Linked DNA regions of Ovis aries: region 2 is linked to region 1. The links are chromatin contacts, called in public Hi-C maps. All regions are on one chromosome and are shown on one strand. Each heading gives the region's core, a stretch centred on a gene start, on an enhancer-like site or on the middle of the called end of the contact. The rest is flanking DNA. Distances are from core to core; before and after follow the strand shown.

The links. A called contact is a pair of places that touch in the nucleus more often than the background predicts.
Region 2: a Hi-C map of blood shows a contact between it and region 1, with 2.6 times the contacts expected there. The contact joins the enhancer-like site here to the promoter of B3GNT5 in region 1. A contact is called at or near these places in 4 of 16 Hi-C or Micro-C datasets (blood and muscle).

The regions. Positions count from the first base shown.
Region 1 is chr1:204,631,429-204,635,064 of ARS-UI_Ramb_v3.0, forward strand. It overlaps B3GNT5 (UDP-GlcNAc:betaGal beta-1,3-N-acetylglucosaminyltransferase 5), which reads right to left and starts at 1,874. Exons shown (of 3, transcript XM_042233934.2): 1 at 1,684-1,874. All of the region lies in intron 15 of MCF2L2 (MCF.2 cell line derived transforming sequence-like 2), which reads left to right. LOC101103203 (LINE-1 retrotransposable element ORF2 protein) reads right to left here and starts at 1,677. Exons shown (of 6, transcript XR_009601696.1): 1 at 618-1,677.
Region 2 is chr1:204,715,271-204,718,502 of ARS-UI_Ramb_v3.0, forward strand. All of the region lies in intron 25 of MCF2L2 (MCF.2 cell line derived transforming sequence-like 2), which reads left to right. Among named protein-coding and RNA genes, the nearest start is that of LAMP3, 20 kb to the right of the region's middle. Within about 2 kb of position 1,636, at least 5 of the 54 cell types and tissues checked have an H3K27ac peak or open chromatin away from gene starts, as enhancers often do.

The sequences.
Region 1 (3,636 bases), core at 624-3,123:
CATTAGAGATTACCCTAAATACGACCTTCAAGCCGCCACCAGCCACCGAGCGGTACAACGTTGGTGTCCTTTTAACATGACCCATAACCTATGAAAAGCGACCCTGGGAACGAAAAATATAGGGTGTGTAGTCAGAATCGGATGAAAAGTTGCTACTGTGGATCTACGTAAGGGTCATCTGAGTAAACAAATGACTCTGTCACTTCAGGAAGCAAAATAAAATTTGGCAAAGTCAAAGGAAAGCGTGGCCAGGACCTCCCCGCTTAGAAAGAGGTCTCGTTTCCCAGTTATCCCGCCCGCCTACTTCCTTGTCTGTATTACCCCAGCCAGTAACTCACTGAAAGCTTCCCCTGTCTGGCGGTTTCCCAACTTCTAACACGACGCAGGATCTCTACCCGAATTCACCCCTGCAGCCTAGGTGTGGGCGCAAGGTTGGGGGCCCCACAGCCGGGAACCGAGGCCGGCAGGGCGCGGCGTTCCCCTCCCGGCTCCCGCGCTCCGGCCGGTTTCGGCATCGCGGCGCGGCGGCCGCCTAGCTGGAGCTCGTAGGAATGGGGACCGGCTCCGGGGAACTTCGCCCTACCCCCCGCCCCGGAGCTCCGGGCCCCCCAGCCTACCTGCTGCATCTGGATGGCGGCTCGGCCCAGGGTCGCGGTCGCCAAACGCCCGCCCGCAGGCCCGAATGAACAAAGGCGCCCCGGGGAGGGAACGTGCCTCTTTCCCCGCCGTACTCTCGGGCAGCGGGCAGCCTTGCCCCGCGGCGGATAGGGCGGCCCCAGCTTCCCGACGCCTGGCCTCGCGCTCCGGACCAGGGCCGCGAGCCGACTCCAAGCCCGGTGTCAGCTACAGCCTCGCCTCCTGGGCCCCAGAGCTCATTCCAACCTGAAGTCCTGGAGCCGCCGTGCGAGCGACTCTCCTCCCCTCTCGGCCCTGGCGACCTCGCCTGGTCCAGACGAAGCAGAACAGACTCCTTTCCCGCAGTCCGGGAGCCACTCCGGCTGGGAGGCGCGGCGAGGCGGCCGGGCCGGGCAGGGGCGGGGCGGAGGCCAGGCCGGCCAGGAGCCCTTGCTGCGGACCAAGGGAATCCGTCTCCCCTCACAAAGAACAAACCAGATGAGGAGTTGCGAATTATCCCCGCCGAGCAGGCTGGAACTTTCCCCATTTAGTGATCCGGAAGAGAAGACTACATTTCCACCTACAGGCGGCCTGGGCCCCAGTTAGGATGCGGTGGATGCGGAGCAGTTTAAAAAGAGTACGATTGATCACACATATTAATTCCATATGAAACAACTGATCTCCATATACACTGCATTAGGAGGCAGAATTTGTTGGACAAGTGATCCTTTCGTTCAGAACACGCAACGGTTTACTCATCTACGGGAGATAAGTTTTGACTGATTGAGCCGCAGTTCTCTGAGCACCTTATTTTCCTTTTCAGAGCGAGAGTTCTAAGGGCAAGCTAGACTTTAAAAGATCTCTTGTCACACCGCTTACGCACCCCCGCTCCGAGCTTCAGGGGGCCTCAGTGACAAAAGAAGGAAACTCAATTTTACTGCATACAGCTTTGCGACAGCGGTTCGTTTCAGGAATGCAATGGGCCGGTGGGAGAGACTCACTCCGCCCCGCAATGAGTTTACTTTCAAGCCCAGCTTCATTTCAAAGAAAACGTAAAGCAAAACTCACCAGGACCAGCTCCTTAAACTTCCAAATCGCAGGTCGGCACTCCGCCGGCATGGGAACTAAAGTCATTGGTCTCCGGAACAAAACTTACTCGTTTTAAATTTTAGGCAGGGGCTGGGGAGTTGGCTCTCGGCTGGGCTTGCTACCCCAGCGGGAAGCGGGCTGGAGCCGGCTGAAAGCTGGGGGACCCAATCAGGGGCTCCCGGCGGAGGGCAGGGGCGCGGCCCGTGAGCAGCGTGCTGCGTTTCCTGCACTCTTGGCGTCACTCCGAAGCCCAGCCTGGCCTGCCCGGTAGCCACCACCCCAGCGTGTAGGTGAAGGTGATGCGTCCGGCCTGTCTATTCCTGTCGGTGCAAGGCAGCTCCAGGAAGTGCTTCTCCACACCTCTTTAGTTAATTGAGATTATTTACTCAGATCATCAGACTTGCCTGGTGGCTGATGGTAAAGCGTCTGCCTACAATGCGGGAGACCCGACTTCAATCCCTGGGTTGGGAAGATCTCCTGGAGAAGGAAATGGCAACCCACTCCAGTGTTCTTGCCTGGAAAATCCCATGGACGGAGGAGCCTGTAGGCTACAGTCCATGGGGTCGCAGAGTCGGACACAACTGAGCGACTTCACTTCACTCTCAGATCATCAACTATGAGTCAGGATCCACCTGAATGTCCTCTTTGAGGTGTTTTCCCCACTCAGAATACTTAATACACATAGTAGACAAAATCAGAATATAAATTTCCACTGAAGGGAGGAAAGTATAAACAAATCATTTTGGGGGGTTTGGTTACTTATTCCCCAGATGTTGTTCTAGCATCCTCCTTATAGAACAAATATTGTCATTGAATAGTGGTGATATTTTGAACGATTTTATAATTGTACAATATTATTTAAGAATATGACAGAAAAAAATTTAACCCTTTACTTCAGTAAAGTAAAAGCTTTGGATTTGTTATTGTAAAAGGAATTAAATAAATTTTAAAAAAAGGAATGGCAGGTAATGACTTGAAAGTAGATTATGGAATCAATTTGAAACTGTAAACACAACATTGTACTTGTTATTTCTAGCTAGATTTTTAAAGAGGTGTTGTAATTGCTTTCTTTAGCTCCTTAGCATATGGAGCCATGCGATTATTTTCTTTTATATATTACCTATAGAGAGTGTGGCTTAGTATTGCTATTATCTACTCAAACCCAGTATTCCTATTATCTACTCAGACCTCATGACATGTCTTATCACAGATAGAAACATTTAGGTATTTTGACTTGTAAGGGAGTCACTGACTGTGACCCATAAATAAGCTAATTTATTGTTGCTGCTGCTGCTGCTAAGTCGCTTCAGTCACGTCCGACTCTGTGCGACCCCATAGATGGCAGCTCATCAGGCTCCACCATTGCTGGGATTCTCCAGGCAAGAACACTGGAGTGGGTTGCCATTTCAACTTCTCTAATGCGTGAAAGTGAAAAGTGAAAGTGAAGTCGCTCAGTCGTGTCCGACTCTTAGTGACCCCATGGACTGCAGCTTCTCCATCCATGGGATTCTCCAGGCAAGAGTACTGGAGTGGGGTGCCATTGCAAATCACCCCCTTTTACCTATGTGAAACAAAATCCTGGTGATAAACCCACAGATATTCTCCCTAGGTATCATCTGTATATGTCAGATTTATGTACAAATGTTCAATTGCCGTTATATTCCCATCAGGTCATTTGGAACTAGGCCCACATAAGTCCAGGTATCACACATGTGTATTCCACATGCTTGTACACATGGGATTGTGTCCTATACAAACTGACTGAAACATTGATAAATATATGTGAAAATCACATATTCACATCGACCTATATGAAGAGAGACAACCCAGACAGAAAGAGAAATGATTCAAAAGTAAGTCAAGACATTGGTGAAAGGATGTGGAGCTTTAGGTGGGAGCAGAGGAGAGGGTGTGGATAAGAGATGGGGATGA
Region 2 (3,232 bases), core at 386-2,885, 84 kb after region 1:
CTGGGTGCATGCCCTTGTTCGCCTGGACTGGCAGAAGTGTGCCATTCCCCCTTGATGGAGAATCAGCCCTTCTCCTCCCTGCAAGATTATGCAGAAGTCTCAGATAAGACATAGAGTAAGTCCCCTAATATGAACAGGTTCCATTCTAAGAGTGTGTTATATCCAATTTGTTCATAAGTCCAACAAAGTCAGTCTAGATACCAAACTAACACAATCAGCTATATAATACTGTCCTATAATAGGTTTATAGTACTTTATATACAAATAATACATAAGAAACAAACATACAAAAAGTAAACCTTAGTACCTTGAAAAGTACAGTACAACAGTTGGCATACAGGGGCTGGCTTTGAGTCAGTAAGAGTCACTGTGAAGAAGAGTCACTGACTGGAAAGGGGAGAGGAGGTAGGAGATGGTAGAGCTGAAGGATCGTCAGCCATAGGAAATGGAAGGCAGACTGCAATTTCACTCATGCCTGACTGATGGCACAAGTTCTAGTTCCTTGCTGGATTCAATTCGATCTACCCTCTTCAAAGAACAATCCAGTGATATCTGGATAGTAGCTTCATCATAGATGACACAGTAACACTAGACTGCATTCTGAATGGCTGCTGCAATCTTCATGTACCATTCTAGGTTTGGATCCTGTGTCTTAAAAATTAACAGTGCCTCCTCAACTAAAGAAAATCCCCTTGCCATTTCCTGCAATGTGAATCTCTTTGGTTCTTCAGTTACTTCTTCTTTCTCCTGTCTCTCTACTCTTGCAATTACTTTCACTTTTGTGTCCATCGTTATCGCTTGGCGCTTCTTAGCAGTACCAGCTACATGACCCCTGCTTTTACACTTGCTTCCAGACATCCTGGGCTTGAAATAAAGATACTGCCCTACTGTACTCTACACAGTATTGTACAGTGAAGTACACAAAGGCACAATTACCTTCAGAGGCTACACACATGCAACAGTGTACGCCAGACACATGAACTAACTTACATGGTTGGACATGTGAATGCATGTTCACATCTTTGAAAGTTCTCAACTTGAAGATTCATGTGTAGGGGACTTACTGTGCAAGACAGTGCTTGCCCTCCTCAGGATACATCCCCATCACCCTTCCCCCAACCCCTTCTTGGAGGATAACTAGCATCAGATTACATGATCTGACTGGGGAAGAGGCACATACATATATGGATGTGAGCTCGAAATGTGAGGATCTTTGTGCCATGCTTTAACAACTCCAGAGAACACCCATTGCAGAGAAGTTACCAAAGAACCAAGCTGACTGGATGGCTTAGCCAGGAGGTGTCAGCCAGCTTCTTCCTTGGCACCCCAGTACCTGCACAATGGGCTCATGAATGGAGAAGTCTTGGCAGTGGATGGAAGGCTGTGCATGGTCCTAGCAGCATGGGCTCCTATCATCAAGACCAGTCTAGCTGCTGCCAGTGTTGACTGCCAGCAGAGACCCATGCTGAGCCCTTGAGGAGAACAGGTGATTTCATCAGGCCCTCCAAGCTGGAGAGTACAGTGATTCACTGTGAGTGGGGTTGACACCTGCTTCCGTCCTACTTTCTGTGCGTCAGTTTGCAACACCGAGAACAGAACACTGCTTTGATTGAGAGACTCATTCTGGCAAAAGAGGAACAGCCACGGGCATGTGACCACAGGACCAGCCCACTGAGCCTACCACATGTTCAGATGCTGCTGACCTAAGAGAGCCTCTTGAAGGCACCTGTGAGCAGCAGTTTGAACATGAGACTGAGGGGTTGGTGTGCTAACCTCAGGATGCAGCATATACCTTAAACCAACGGCCACTTTATGGCACCAGGACGCCAGGAGGCAGAATATATGGATACGGGAGCCAAGAGGTTGAGTGAGTTGTGACCTTATTCATTGTCACACCTAAAGTGACCCACACGGGGAATTGTCCTCCCATTCCTTCTACTCAGCCTCAGTGGGTCTGAAGGTCTTGATTCCCACGGGGGACATTTCCACCAGTGGACATAGTAAGAGTCCTAGTTAAACCTATGTCTGCTGCCGGCTGCTGAAGTCGTCCTTACGTTGTACCCTTAAGTCATTATCTCCCTCCCACTCATTCTACATCCCTTTCCCTCTCACCTGGCACTTCGCTGGTGGCATACATAGTGGGGGTCCCAGACTCTTGTCTGGCTTCTGCCCTTTTACTTGCCCATTTACAGTGACAGTGGGGCAGGGAAGTCCTGGGACATGTCCCTGTGGATGACAGGAGCACCAGATGTGTTCCTCTCTGCCTCTGTTAGGTAGCAGGCTGACCGCCTCCTGATGATCAGGATCAAGGACTTCCTGGAGTGTGACAACTCTTTCCTTTGTCTGGTGGGCTTTATGTTTTATTCTTATGGGAAAACTCTCACTAAATCTCTGATTAAATGGGCAAGGCTTCAGCTAAGCCCAACTAAACACCTCAGAAGGCAGCTGGTTGCTGAGCTAGGTGAGAGTTTCCCAATTGAAACTTTCAGAGTTTCCCTGAAAGTCTAAGGCAGCAGGATCAGGCTGCTCTAGAAACTGGCAGGGATTCTGACAACAGACTTTGTTGCTGTTCAGTCACTCAGTCGTGTCCAACTCTGCAACTCCATGGGCTGCAGCATGCCAGGCTTCCCTGTCCTTCACCGTCTCTTGGAGTTTGCTCAAACTCATGTCCACAACAATATATGCACTAAAAAAAAATAATAAAGAGTACTGTGAGAATATGTGGAAGCTGAAAGCAACTGAATGCTTCTAAGTGATTCCCTTCCTCTTGGCCAGAGTTCAGTTAGTTCAGTCGCTCAGTCGTGTCCGACTGAAACCCCATGGACTGCAGCACCCCAGGCTTCCCTGTCCATTACCAACTCCCAGAGCCTACTCAAACTCATGTCCATCGAGTCGGTGATGCCATCCAACCATCTCATCCTCTGTCATCCCCTTCTTTTCTTGCCTTCAATCTTTCCCAGCACCAGGGTCTTTTCCAATGAGTCAGTTCTTTGCATCAGATGGCCAAAGTATTGCAGCTTCAGCTTCAGCATCAGTCTTTTCAATGAATATTCTGGACTGATTTCCTTCAGGATTGACTGGTTGGATCTCCTTGCAGTCCAAGGGACTCTCAAGAGTCTTCTCCAACACCACAGTTCAAAAGCATCAATTCTTCAGCACTCATCTTTCTTCACAGTCCAACTCTCACATCCATACATGACTACTGGAAAAACCATAGCTTTGATTTGATGGA